Linked DNA regions of Rattus norvegicus: regions 2 and 3 are each linked to region 1. A link is a contact called in public Hi-C data. All regions are on one chromosome and are shown on one strand. The core of a region is the stretch at or near the end of the contact, and the rest is flanking DNA. Distances in the headings are between cores, read along the strand shown. Region 1 holds the start of Myc (MYC proto-oncogene, bHLH transcription factor). Region 2 overlaps LOC120093668 (a long non-coding RNA gene). Region 3 has its middle 390 kb from the start of Rgs22l.

The links. A called contact is a pair of places that touch in the nucleus more often than the background predicts.
Region 2: a contact with region 1 is called in a Hi-C map of Schwann cells, with 13 times the contacts expected there. The contact joins the enhancer-like site here to the promoter of Myc in region 1. A contact is called at or near these places in 6 of 12 Hi-C or Micro-C datasets (the A7r5 cell line, Schwann cells, frontal cortex and 3 more) and 1 of 1 datasets of contacts at active chromatin or transcription factors (oligodendrocytes).
Region 3: a contact with region 1 is called in a Hi-C map of the A7r5 cell line, with 4 times the contacts expected there. The contact joins the enhancer-like site here to the promoter of Myc in region 1. A contact is called at or near these places in 2 of 12 Hi-C or Micro-C datasets (the A7r5 cell line and mammary epithelial cells) and 1 of 1 datasets of contacts at active chromatin or transcription factors (oligodendrocytes).

Annotation. Positions count from the first base shown.
Region 1 is chr7:95,481,315-95,485,030 of GRCr8, forward strand. Myc (MYC proto-oncogene, bHLH transcription factor) reads left to right here and starts at 1,791. Exons shown (of 3, transcript NM_012603.2): 1 at 1,791-2,356. The coding sequence starts at 2,327.
Region 2 is chr7:94,595,403-94,599,118 of GRCr8, forward strand. All of the region lies in intron 1 of LOC120093668 (a long non-coding RNA gene), which reads left to right. Among named protein-coding and RNA genes, the nearest start is that of A1bg, 210 kb to the left of the region's middle. Within about 2 kb of position 1,774, at least 25 of the 93 cell types and tissues checked have an H3K27ac peak or open chromatin away from gene starts, as enhancers often do. A contact at or near this core is called in Schwann cells, where this site is marked.
Region 3 is chr7:96,122,654-96,126,369 of GRCr8, forward strand. No RefSeq gene overlaps it. Among named protein-coding and RNA genes, the nearest start is that of Rgs22l, 390 kb to the right of the region's middle. Within about 2 kb of position 2,083, at least 14 of the 93 cell types and tissues checked have an H3K27ac peak or open chromatin away from gene starts, as enhancers often do. A contact at or near this core is called in the A7r5 cell line, where this site is marked.

The sequences.
Region 1 (3,716 bases), core at 541-3,040:
AAAATCCTAGAGGCTGTAGTCATTTTGCAATCCTTAAAGCTGAATTGTGCAATGAGCTCGATGAAGGAAGATACTATCATCCAACAGCTGAATCCTAAATTGCAAACTCAATGGCTAATGACTACTTTGAACAATGCGCACCTTACACACGCTACACGCTACTGTAGTCTCTTCTTTTTTTAGGGGGTAGCAGTGAGAGGTTTCTTAAAATGCCTTGGGGCGAGGAGTCCTGAATGAGGAGACTGCTTTGGGTTTTGATGCGTAGGATAAGCAAATCCCGAGGAAATATGCACTATATAATAAATCTAGAACCAAAACACAGAGCAAAAGATTCATGTTTCACGTTGGTTAATAAACTAGGTTATCGTGTATATATTAAGTGTGTATACCTTTGGGGACTCTACAAAATGCACGGCATGGTATTGAGGAAAAAGTAAATTGGGAAATTAGTGTAAAAATTAGAGTCGGCTTTTAATTAGTTTAACACACACATACGAAGGCAAAGACACAACGTTACTTTGATCTGACCCGGGCCGACCTTTTTTTAAGTGCATAATTACGATTCCAGTAATAAAAGGGGAAAGTTTGGGGTTTGTCCTGAGAGGAAGGGGTTAACGGTTTCCTTTATTCTAGGGTCTCCGCAGGCTCCCCAGATCTGGGTTGGCAATTCTACTCCTCCCCCTTTCTGGGAAGTCCGGGTTTCCCCCAACCCCCAATCCATGGCATATTCTCGCGTCTAGCGCCTTGATTCCCGCCCCCCCCCACCCCCAACCTCTAAGCCGGAGTCTGGTGCAAACTGGCTCCACAGGGGCAAAGAGGATTTGCCTTTAGTGAAAACTGGCTGTGGAACTGGAACTCTGAGTGGAGGTGCATGGGGTGTAGACTGGCAGAGACTCGACCGGGAGGATCCGGGTAGAGCGCGCCCACCGCCGCAGTCCTACTCTACTCCAGCTCTGGAACGCGCAGAAAGACCTACGGGGCAAGGAGCCGCCTCCACCCCACCCCGCCTGGTGGAAGGTCCGAACGGGAGGTGTTGGAGTGGAGGGCCTTTCTGGCAGCAAATTGGGGGATTCATTCTGTAAAGAATGTGCCCAGTCAACATAGCTGTACGCCCAAACGCAAAATACACACTGCCCTCCCCGAGAGATGCAGTGGCTGTTTATTCCTAAGTGGCTCTCCAAGTATACGTGGCATTGAGTTGCTGAGCAATTTTAATGATTCCAGGCATCGTTTTTCTGCTCAGACCTCATCTGTCGTAGGTCTTCAACTATCACTCCACACTGAGCAAGGGCTCCTACATAACTCTTTTTTTTTTTTTCGTCCTTCCCTTTTTAAATTCTGTTTCCCCGACCTTAGAGAGACGACTGGCCGCCCGAGACGTGCGTGACGCGGCTCAGGGTACACGGCGTATTGTGTGGAGCGAGGCAGCTGTTCCACCTGCGGTGACTAATACACGCAGGACAAGAACACAGTTCAGCCGAGCGCTGCGCCCGAACAACTGTACAGAAAGGGAAAGGACCGACGCGCGAGCAGGAGAAAATGGTCGGGCGCGCAGTTAATTCATGCTGCGCTATTACTGTTTACACCCCGAGTCGGAGTACTGGGCTGCGGGACTGAGGCTCCTCCTCTTTCCCCGGCTCCCCACTAGTGCCCCTCCCGAGTTCCCAAAGCAGAGGGCGGGGGAGCGAGAGGAGGAAAAAAATAGAGGTCGGGAGGGGAGGGAGAAAGAGATTCTCTGGCTAATCCCCGCCCACCCGCCCTTTATAATCCGGGGGTCTGCACGGCTAAGGACCCCCGGGCTGCGCTGCTCTCCGCTGCCGCCTCCGCCGCGCCCACTCCGCTCGCCTCCTGCCTCCAAAAGGGCAGGGCTTCGCCGAGGCTTGGCGGGAAAAAGAAGCGAGGGGAGGGATCCGGAGTCGCAGTATAAAAGAAGCTTTTCGGGCGTTTTTTTTCTGACTCGCTGTAGTAATTCCAGCGAGAGACAGAGGGAGTGAGCGGGCGGGTTGGAAGAGCCCAGTGTGCAGAGCCCCACTCCGGGCTTCCTAGGAAGGCAGCTCTGGAGTGAGAAGGGCTTTGCCTCCAGGCTTGCTGCCTCCTCGACCCAATCCTCCCGCTGACCCAACATCAGCGGTCGCAACCCTCGCCGCCTCTGGGAAACTTTGCCCATTGCAACGGGCAGACACTTCTCACTGGAACTTACAATCTGCGAGCCAGGACAGGACTCCCCAGGCGCAGGGGAGGGAATTTTTGTCTATTTGGGGACAGTGTTCTCTGCCTCTGCCCGCGATCGGCTCCCCTGAAAAGAGCTCCTCGCGTTATTTGAAGCCTGAATTTCCTTTGGGAGGTGGAAAACCCGGTAAGCACAGATCTGTTGGTCTTCTACTGTTTTCTCTACGTCCTGAGTGTAGCGACCGGTTAGAACAGTCTTTATTCAATTTCTGTGCTTTTGACACTTTACTCAGAGTAGTTGGGGTAGGCCGGGGCGGAGTTGAGGTGGATCTGAGTCGGGGTAGAACGACTTGTCAAGATGACAGGAAAGGGGAAGGAAAAAACCGGGGTGCATTTTGAAACTGTCTTCCAGAGGTTACCGTGGGCTGACGCTGACCCGGGCCGGTTGGACATTCTTGCTGTGCTACATTAATTGATATTTATGTCCTTTGGGGGGGGGGGTGTCAAAGCCGGAGGTCTCTTCGCGGTGGCCAAAGGAAGCCCTTCGTATCCTGAGGTCTTTGGGAAAGGGATTACCTTTTGCGTGTTCTCCGCAAAAAGCGAGAAGGCTCCGTAGCCTCTGACTTCCCAGTCTTTGGGAGGGCATTTAAATTTCGGCTTGGTGCATTTCTGACAGCCTGAGACCAACTCGGGGGTGCGTCCCGCCCGCCAATCCCCGGCGGCGATTGCAACCGGTCCCTGATCCTTTTAAGAAGTTGCCATTGGGCTTTAAAAATAGTGATCATAGTAAAATTTAAGCCTAACCCTCCGCGGTATTAGGACTTGGTGTTGGACTAGCGCACTGAGGAGAGGCAAAACTGGGGCAGGGATGTGACCGATTCGTTGACTTGGGGAAAACCAGAGGGAATCCTCACATTCCTGGTTGGGATCCGCGGGTATTCCCCGCGCCCCTGAATTGCTAGGGAGACTGCGGTGAGTCTTGATCTGAGCTGTTCGGTAACAGCTGCTACCCTCGGCGGGGAGAGGGAAGACGCCCTGCACCGGGTGCTGAATCGCTGTGGGGTCTCTGGCGCAGTGGCGTCGCGGTTTAGAGTGTAGCAGGGAGGTGTCTCTTATTATTTGACACCCCCTCCCCTTTGGAGAGGCTTGTTAGAGCCTGAGACTGAGCTCTCCCCTCCAAGTCAGCAATAGGAAAGAAAAGCCGGCAAAGGAAGGAAGGGGGGCGCGCTGGGGGTGGAGAAAGAGGAGGGCGGAGAGGGGCGGCGGCGCCGGCTGGGTAAGAGCCGGGCGACGGCGCGAGTAGGGACCCGGACCCGGTCGGCGGCGCAAAGAGCCGGCACCGGAGGGGGCCGAGCACCGCGGCGCCTCTCGCCTTTCTCCTTCAGGTGGCGCAAAACTTTGCGCCTAGGCTTTTGGCAGACTGTATTCCCTACAGTCGCCTCCCTCAGCCTCTGAAGGAGGCCAAGGCCGATGGCGATTCCTGGGCGTCTGCAGTGCTAAGTCCCTGCTCTAAGGAGGCGGGGACTCGGAGCAGCTGCTAGTCCGAC
Region 2 (3,716 bases), core at 524-3,023, 890 kb before region 1:
CAGCAGTTGACTTTAGGCAGCTATGTTTATGTCTCTCGAGACCCGCAGTCAAAGCCAACATGATTCCTCCTAGCAGGTAGAGCATAGACTTCCTCGGGGGCAGGAACGGAGCCAGATGTGAATGACTCTTCTCTCATGCATCAGGAGAAATAGTGTGTGTGTGTGTGTGTGTGTGTGTGTGTGTGTGTGTGTGTGACTACACCCTACTCAGTCTGTATAATGTTACTTATATGCATGCTTTTAGGGCTACTTGGTATTGGATATGTAATTGATGTGTGCTTCCGACAGAAGACTATTTCTCTCAGTGTCAGCATTCCTCAGTCCCCTGTAGGTGTTTGTGTAGGGTTGAGGCCTCCTGCCCCCACCCCCCCTTCTCCATTGACATGTCAAGTGTGGCGTTCCTGTTCAGTTCACATTTAGGCACTATGTTGGTGAGACTTCGTGAGTGTAGCTTCTGTCATGGCCAGGACACACAATCTCACAGCAAACTGTTTTATGTGAATGCAGGTATGTACCCCATACATACGTGGAGGTCAAAAGAAGGATCAGAGAACCTGAGACTGGAGTTCCAGAGGGTTGGGAACCCCTCCCTGGGTGCTGGGAACTGAACCTGGTCCTCTGCAAAAATAGTAAGCACCATTAACCCGTGAGTCACTTTTCTAGCCTCTTAAGAGACCTTCCTAAGCAATGCAGGAAACCAAGGCTGCATGAAAGATGACAAGATCTCCAGCCCTGATTATATTCATATTCAGCCATAACAGTTTCAAAATTCTAAAAAGATTGGAAGGCCCTTAAAAGAAGAATGTGGTCGTGCGATAATAATTATGCCCGTTTTATCTATAACCTTATATCTGCAGAATGAAAATCACTAATCTATAAATTACAGACTAGAGACAACAGATCAGACCTAAGGATGTAGTAGTAATATAAAAGTTTTTAAAATAACTGATTGTTTTTAACTTAAAGGATTTTTTTAACTTAAAGGATGAACTACCTTTTAATTAACCTTGTGCCTTTAAACACAGTCTGCAAGTTCTACAGAACTCAGTTTTGACTTTGAATTCACCTAATGGAGGGATCAAGAACGGTGGATTCTAAGTGAGCCTCCTTTGAGCACTGTTTGTCAATAATAGTGCTTGCCACAGAGAGCTTTGTGAGGATTAACCAGGGAAAGGTATGCTAAGCCCCAGGAACACCGACTTGCAAACAGTGGGACCTAGCTAATTGACTTCTCTTTCACTCTTCTTCTTCTTTTTTACTACACTACTTCAAAGCAGAAGCTGCTTCAGAAGAGCAGGAAGCAGACAGGGAGGACTAGAGGGGAAAAAGCAGAGGAAGCCCAAATTAGACCTTGTCGAATTTGGCAGTCCAATTCCGGTGCAGTTCCCGTTGTAGCCACACGATGGCAGCACAAGCATTGTGGCCCCCTGGCTATCCAAAGCTTGGCACTTTAAATTTTCAGTTTTAAAGCTAGGGGCGCCTGGGTGTGTTTGTATTTGTGCCTGCGAAGCAAAGCTGTGCCCATCTTCAATAGTCTCAGCTGAGCTGTAACGCAGACGGACATGAAAATCTACAAGAGTTTCACAGTCTCTCCCCAAAACTCCCAATAGGAGCTTGTTAAAAAAAAAAAAAGAAAGAAAAAGAGAAAAAGCGCCCAACTTTGTATTCATTTCAAATGGGGGAGAACGTCCTTAAATCTGCAGCATCTGTTCCGCTGGGCTTGCTGTCGGTGAGCAGGTATTGCGGTTAATGAGCCACCAGCTTGCTGCTCCCAGGGCCAGGCTGGAGCAGTCAGCTGGTGTGGGGATGGGACCTGCAATCAGCAGCTGTGCACCGACATGCCCCGGGACGGAAAATGTGATTTGTGACACGGCAGCTTGGGAATAATAATGAAAACATAATTGCTCCGGGCGGATGGCTCGCTGTCTTTCTATTGCTAAGCTACTTCACCTCACAAGAGAGGAGCTGTGGTTCTCAGTTTTCATTTCTCTGGGACAACCAAAGGCACAGCCCTCAGGTATCCTGCTGCCCTCCTTGTTGAATGTTTCCTTGAATCCCTGAGAAGAGACGCGCCCCTCCTCTCCCATCCCTCCAACCAGGAAAATCTTGCCTTTGCTCTGACTTCAGCAGCAGCAGCCAGTCTGGTTAATCAGAGCCCCTGAAGTCATGGCTGTCATTTGTCCTCTGCTGCCTATTGTATTGTTGGGGTTTGCTTTGCATTCTGGGAATGTTTTTCCTCCCTAGCTCTTTCGCTTTATTTAGACTTCACACCCATGTCTCTGAAACCACTTCTCACCATGACTTTGGTCTTCTGGAGATCATTGCCTTCTGGCAGGTTATTGCCCGTGTGGCATCAAGAATGATGAGGATTCATGTCTAGAGTTTACATCTTTAAGTGACGGAGGGCAGAGGACCCCAAGGAAAATCGCACAGTTTTAATTTGATACCCCAATTGGGGAAATCCAGCCTCCTAGGTGTCACGTTTGGGATCTGAGGACCAGTGAATGAGACACTGTGGGTGATGTGTTCAGCCCTGGGGCATCTGCCGTAGAGGGATGGCGTGGATGTCCCCTGCTTATACAAATGACTCTGTGGCATTTATGCAAGAGGTTCTTGCTGCCATGGGTTCTGATGGCTGACTTTTGACAAGTGGTTCAGTTTTTAAGGTTGCATTTTTTGAGAATTCAATGCTATAAGGAAGGGGTGTTCGTACTGAAGAAGGTGGAAGCTTCTTTTCCTTTTCCCAGACTGATGATTTTGAGGCAAAACTCAAGTGGGGAGGAAGGGAGCAGGTGTCTGCAGTTGCTCCCTGTTGTCAGATTTGTGTACAGCATTTTGTATTCCTGTTATTTTTGCTTCACTTACTATTTTTTCTGTCCTGGTGTCTTGGGTTACCTTCCAAATGTATCATTTTGGGTACTGGTTGTGACTTAACCGGAACCTAGGCTAAAACAAGGCCACCGAGGACCCAGAATTCTGAATGCAAGTCCCTTAGTTCACACACACACACACACACACACACACACACACACACACACACACACACACTCAAACATCCCCACACACTCACACACTGTTGAGTCAATGGAAGGAAAGTTGAGCAGAAAATCAGTCTTTAATCAAATCTTGCCTATCATACGGTAGTTGGTGGTGCTCAAAGGGCAGGCACTGTATTTGCTAGGGTCTTCTAGGACCAAATCCCTGCCTAGTCATCGGCATTTATGTCCCACTCCAATTGTCCCAGAAGCAACCATCACCCACATTTGGGACTGACTTTAGGTGGAAGAGTCAGCAACCAGCTCCATGTTTGATTTAAGAAGGGCATGAAGCTTTGGGCTGGCAATACATTATGTGGGTGGAATGACACTTTCACCTGAAGCTATTTGTCAACATGGGTTGTCAGAGCTTGTAGTAGGTTTGGCAGCCCTGGGTAAGTGTCACATGACTGTCACACTATAAGCTGCCCTTTACTGATGACCAACTCTGAGTCACAACCCTGCTATACCTCTAAACATCCTCTTTAGACCAGACATCACAATGGAATCATTTAGAGTTCCCCCCCCAGTGATGCTTTTGTTCACACCTTCACTTAACATCCTGTTTTCACTGCCTGGAGGATAGACCTTGAGCATTCAGAAAGTTGTACGGGTGGTATGGAATGGGAGTGGTGTTTGAGAACAATTGAGTGATATGGTATTTCTTCACTATGATCTGGA
Region 3 (3,716 bases), core at 833-3,332, 640 kb after region 1:
GTAGTGAGATAAAGGAGAGAGAAGGGACTGGAAAATGACACATGAATGTCTGACAGGACATGCATGACAGAAGGGGAAGAGACTCTCATATATCCAGAACACTTTAAGTACAGTGACACAGATAAAGAAGACAGGTCTGTTATCCTGCAGCTGTCAGCAGGATAGTGCTACTCCGTAAGGAAGCTGTCTCTCTGGTGTGCTTCAGAGTAAGACTTGAGCAGTTAGTTATAGTAGATTCCATGCCCTTGGGATTGCTCCCTCCATGACCTCAAACCAATCTGTGTTTGATTTGGATCCCTTCAAACACCTTGGAAGGAAAAGTCAAAACGGCAGGGCATTGTTATTTTACTCTTTGACAAGGACATCCAAATATGCTCTTTTAAAGGAGAAGGTCCTTAACATTTAGGAAGCTGGCGTGTGACAGAAGAACAGAGGGAGTTAGCCTGCTGTCTGAGACAACTGCCCAAGTGACTTCAGGAGGAGCTGCTGGTGCTGTAAGACACACCCTCCCTTCACCAAGGGGTGGAAGTGGTAGAATAGGAATCTGTACAAAAATATCATTTCAAGGGTCAAACGGAGTTTCAGTGATTTCACCTGGTATCATTCAATCCTTGCTATCGCTGGTGGGTGGGACTCCTGCTCCTAGGAAACGCATCTAGTCAAACCGGTTTGCTTCACATTTGTATGCAGAGAACTTGGGAGCAACCACTGAGGGGGCAGCGGTCATGGAATTATGTCTTACTCAGCCCTGAGCTTGCTTTTTAGTTCTGTTCTCCTTTTAGTTATGCAATTTTGGTCAAATTACCAGATGTGGCTGAGCTCCTGTGTCTCTGTACAACTGGATTAATAATTCCTGTCACAAGGAATTATTCTAAGTGCTAAAGAGACAGGGCAGGCAATAGGCTGGCGGTCGCATCTGAAACTTAACACACATCAACGGAACTTAGTGTGTTATCGATGTGTGTTACTCGCACTGGCACTGCAATGATTTATTTCCACATGCATTTGCTATATTCCACACTGAGCAGGAAAAAGCAATGAATGCCTAACTTTTAAATAATTTCCCATAAAAGTATAATGAGTGCTACATAAATATTCCTTGATGAATATTTATAAAATATTTTCTTATGAGTCCATTATTCTAATTCATTGAGATTTTAAGAATCACTGTTTTTGTTTTTGTTTTTGTTTTTGTTTTTTGTCTTATATTCATTCTCCAAAGATTTCAACTTACCTCTGGAGCAAAGGGGAGAGACAAGAAAGCAATGTTTTCACATGGTTAAGGCCAAGAACTAGGAGACTGGACAGGGCTGGATTATAGCCATGCCAAACGTTCCCTCCCTGTAGGTTTTCACCTATGTAATGGGAGATAAAACTTACAGTAATAACAATTATAACAATAATAGGTCTGTAGTGCTGAGCTCTCCACTTATTATTTCATGATTCATACAAACACCCTATGGGTGAGATGTAACTATCATGTGTAAGGCAAGAACAACATAGCAGATGACGTCAGTCACATACTTGGTTCATAGAAAGGGCTCTATGACAAACAATACTATCTTCTTGCCCCTGCCTCGATTTACTGAACATAGATGCAGACAGGTTCTATCTGTGCAGCCGCTGAGGGACTGGATCAGGCTATTAATTAGCTGGCTCTCAAGCCCATGTGTTTCCACAGAAAGCAATGGTAAAACTCATTACAATTCACAAACCCTCTCTCTTCTCAGCTCAACAGCCATTACCTCCTGGTTGATTTGTGCTGGGGTAGAATGAGTCAGTTAGTCACATGCCTGCTAACTGACAGGGCCACTGTCCAGGTGAAAGATACAAATGCTGCTTGTGACCAGCATATCAAGTGTTGGCCGGATCAGCAGGTCCTGCTTTTGCGCTCCATGGATATGCCGTGTTACTTTACTTCTGAGAGAGCCAGCAGTGTCCGCTCAGCTGCATCCTTGTGCTCAGTAGCTTGCTGAAGGCTAACTGGCTTGGAATCTTGTTACAGCTACCCTGCCTCTGTTTTAAAGCATGACCAAGAGGCTGGAGCTGAGTCACCTTCCACACAAACAGCTCATTGCCAAGATGTGCTGTGCTTTTCTGATGCAAGGAACAGCAAGTTTCCATCCATGCTGTAATGTCACCCTGCTGCATAGCTCAGGCCAATAAAGTTCAACAAACCAGTTTAGCCTGTGGGAGAAGGGGATGAAAAGCTGAAAACTCTTTGATGAAACCTGAGTCTTCCAGGTAAAGGCCAAGTAGCTGGCATGACTAGTGAGGGAAGTCTTTTGGGAATCTCCCTTTCTGCCTCTCCTCCTGATGCTCTTCCTCCCTTAGGACCTGGGTGATTTCACTTCAAGCAAAAGTGTTGACTCTCTATTCTCCTTCCTTCTTGCCTGCTCGGTAAATTGTGACCAATAGTGCCAGAATCGTCAGATATTTGGGCACTCACTTATCTATGAGAAAAGAATGTGTCTCACTTCTGACTTAGCCCAGATAGGCTTAGCTCTTTCACTGTATATTTTTGAAGGCCAGCAACACCACCTCTCTAAATGTTTTCATTTAGATTATGTTTATTATTATTCTTATTGTTTGTTCTCCATCCTCTTTCCTGAGGCAGGAGATCTACGAATGTGGGGCCATGTAAAGCTTATTCTCCACTTTAGTCTGGTGGAGGATCTGCAGCAAATGAGTTAATCTATATTTACTGAATTATTAAACTGCTTTTTTTCAATTTTCAATTGCTTTTCCTGTTTCTCGTATCAGTTTTGCTCCTTTCCCAACTACACAGCTCAACAGTGATAAACAAATAAGAGTTCAAATCAACTCATTATTTTATTTTCTAAGCCTCCCTACTCTTATCTTTTCATTAGGATGCATTTTATTTTATTATTTTTTTTTGAGTTTAGTTAGCATCAGGATACTGTGCTACTTAGAATTTTTTTTGTCCTGTGAAACAAGGTTTATCCCTACCCAAAATGTCCTCCTGCTCATATTCTCAGTGTCAAACTTCTGTATGCTAATCTTGTATAAGGAGTCTTCTTGGAGCACTTGTCAGCTCACTCCTCTAACCGTACCCGACACCACCGTTCTTTGGATCCACAGTTCAGTACTTAGTTCTTTTTCCTCTATTAATTAATTTATCTGTTCACTTTACTTTCTAATCAAAGCCTGACCCCTGTCTCTGCCCAGTCCTGCTATTACTAATTTCTCCCCCTATTAGTTCCTTCCCTTCTCATTAGAGAAGGGGAAGCCCTCCTTAGGTACCATCTTGCCCTGGGGCATCCAGTCCCACCAGGACTGAGAATATTCTCTCTCACTGAGGTCCAACCAGGCAGTTCATTTAGGGGAAGGGGATGCAGTAGCAGGGAATAAAGTCAGAGAGAGCCTGAGTCTCTTGTTCCACTTGTTAGGGGTCCCACATGAAGAGCAAGCTGCACATCTGGTACTAATATATAGGGTTCCTAGGTCCATCTCCTGCCTGAGGAGATCTTTGATTGTTGGTTTTATCTCTGTGAGCCCCCATGAGCAAGTTTAATGGACTCTGTAGGTCTTCTTGTGGTGACCTTGACCACTTCGACTTGCTCAGTTCCATCTCTTCCTTCTCCACAGTACTCCCCGAACTCTGCCTGATGTTTGGTTATGGGTCTCTGTATCTGCTTCCATCAGCTGCTGGGTGAAGCCTCCCAGGAGACAAGCAAGCATTTACTATTCAGCAA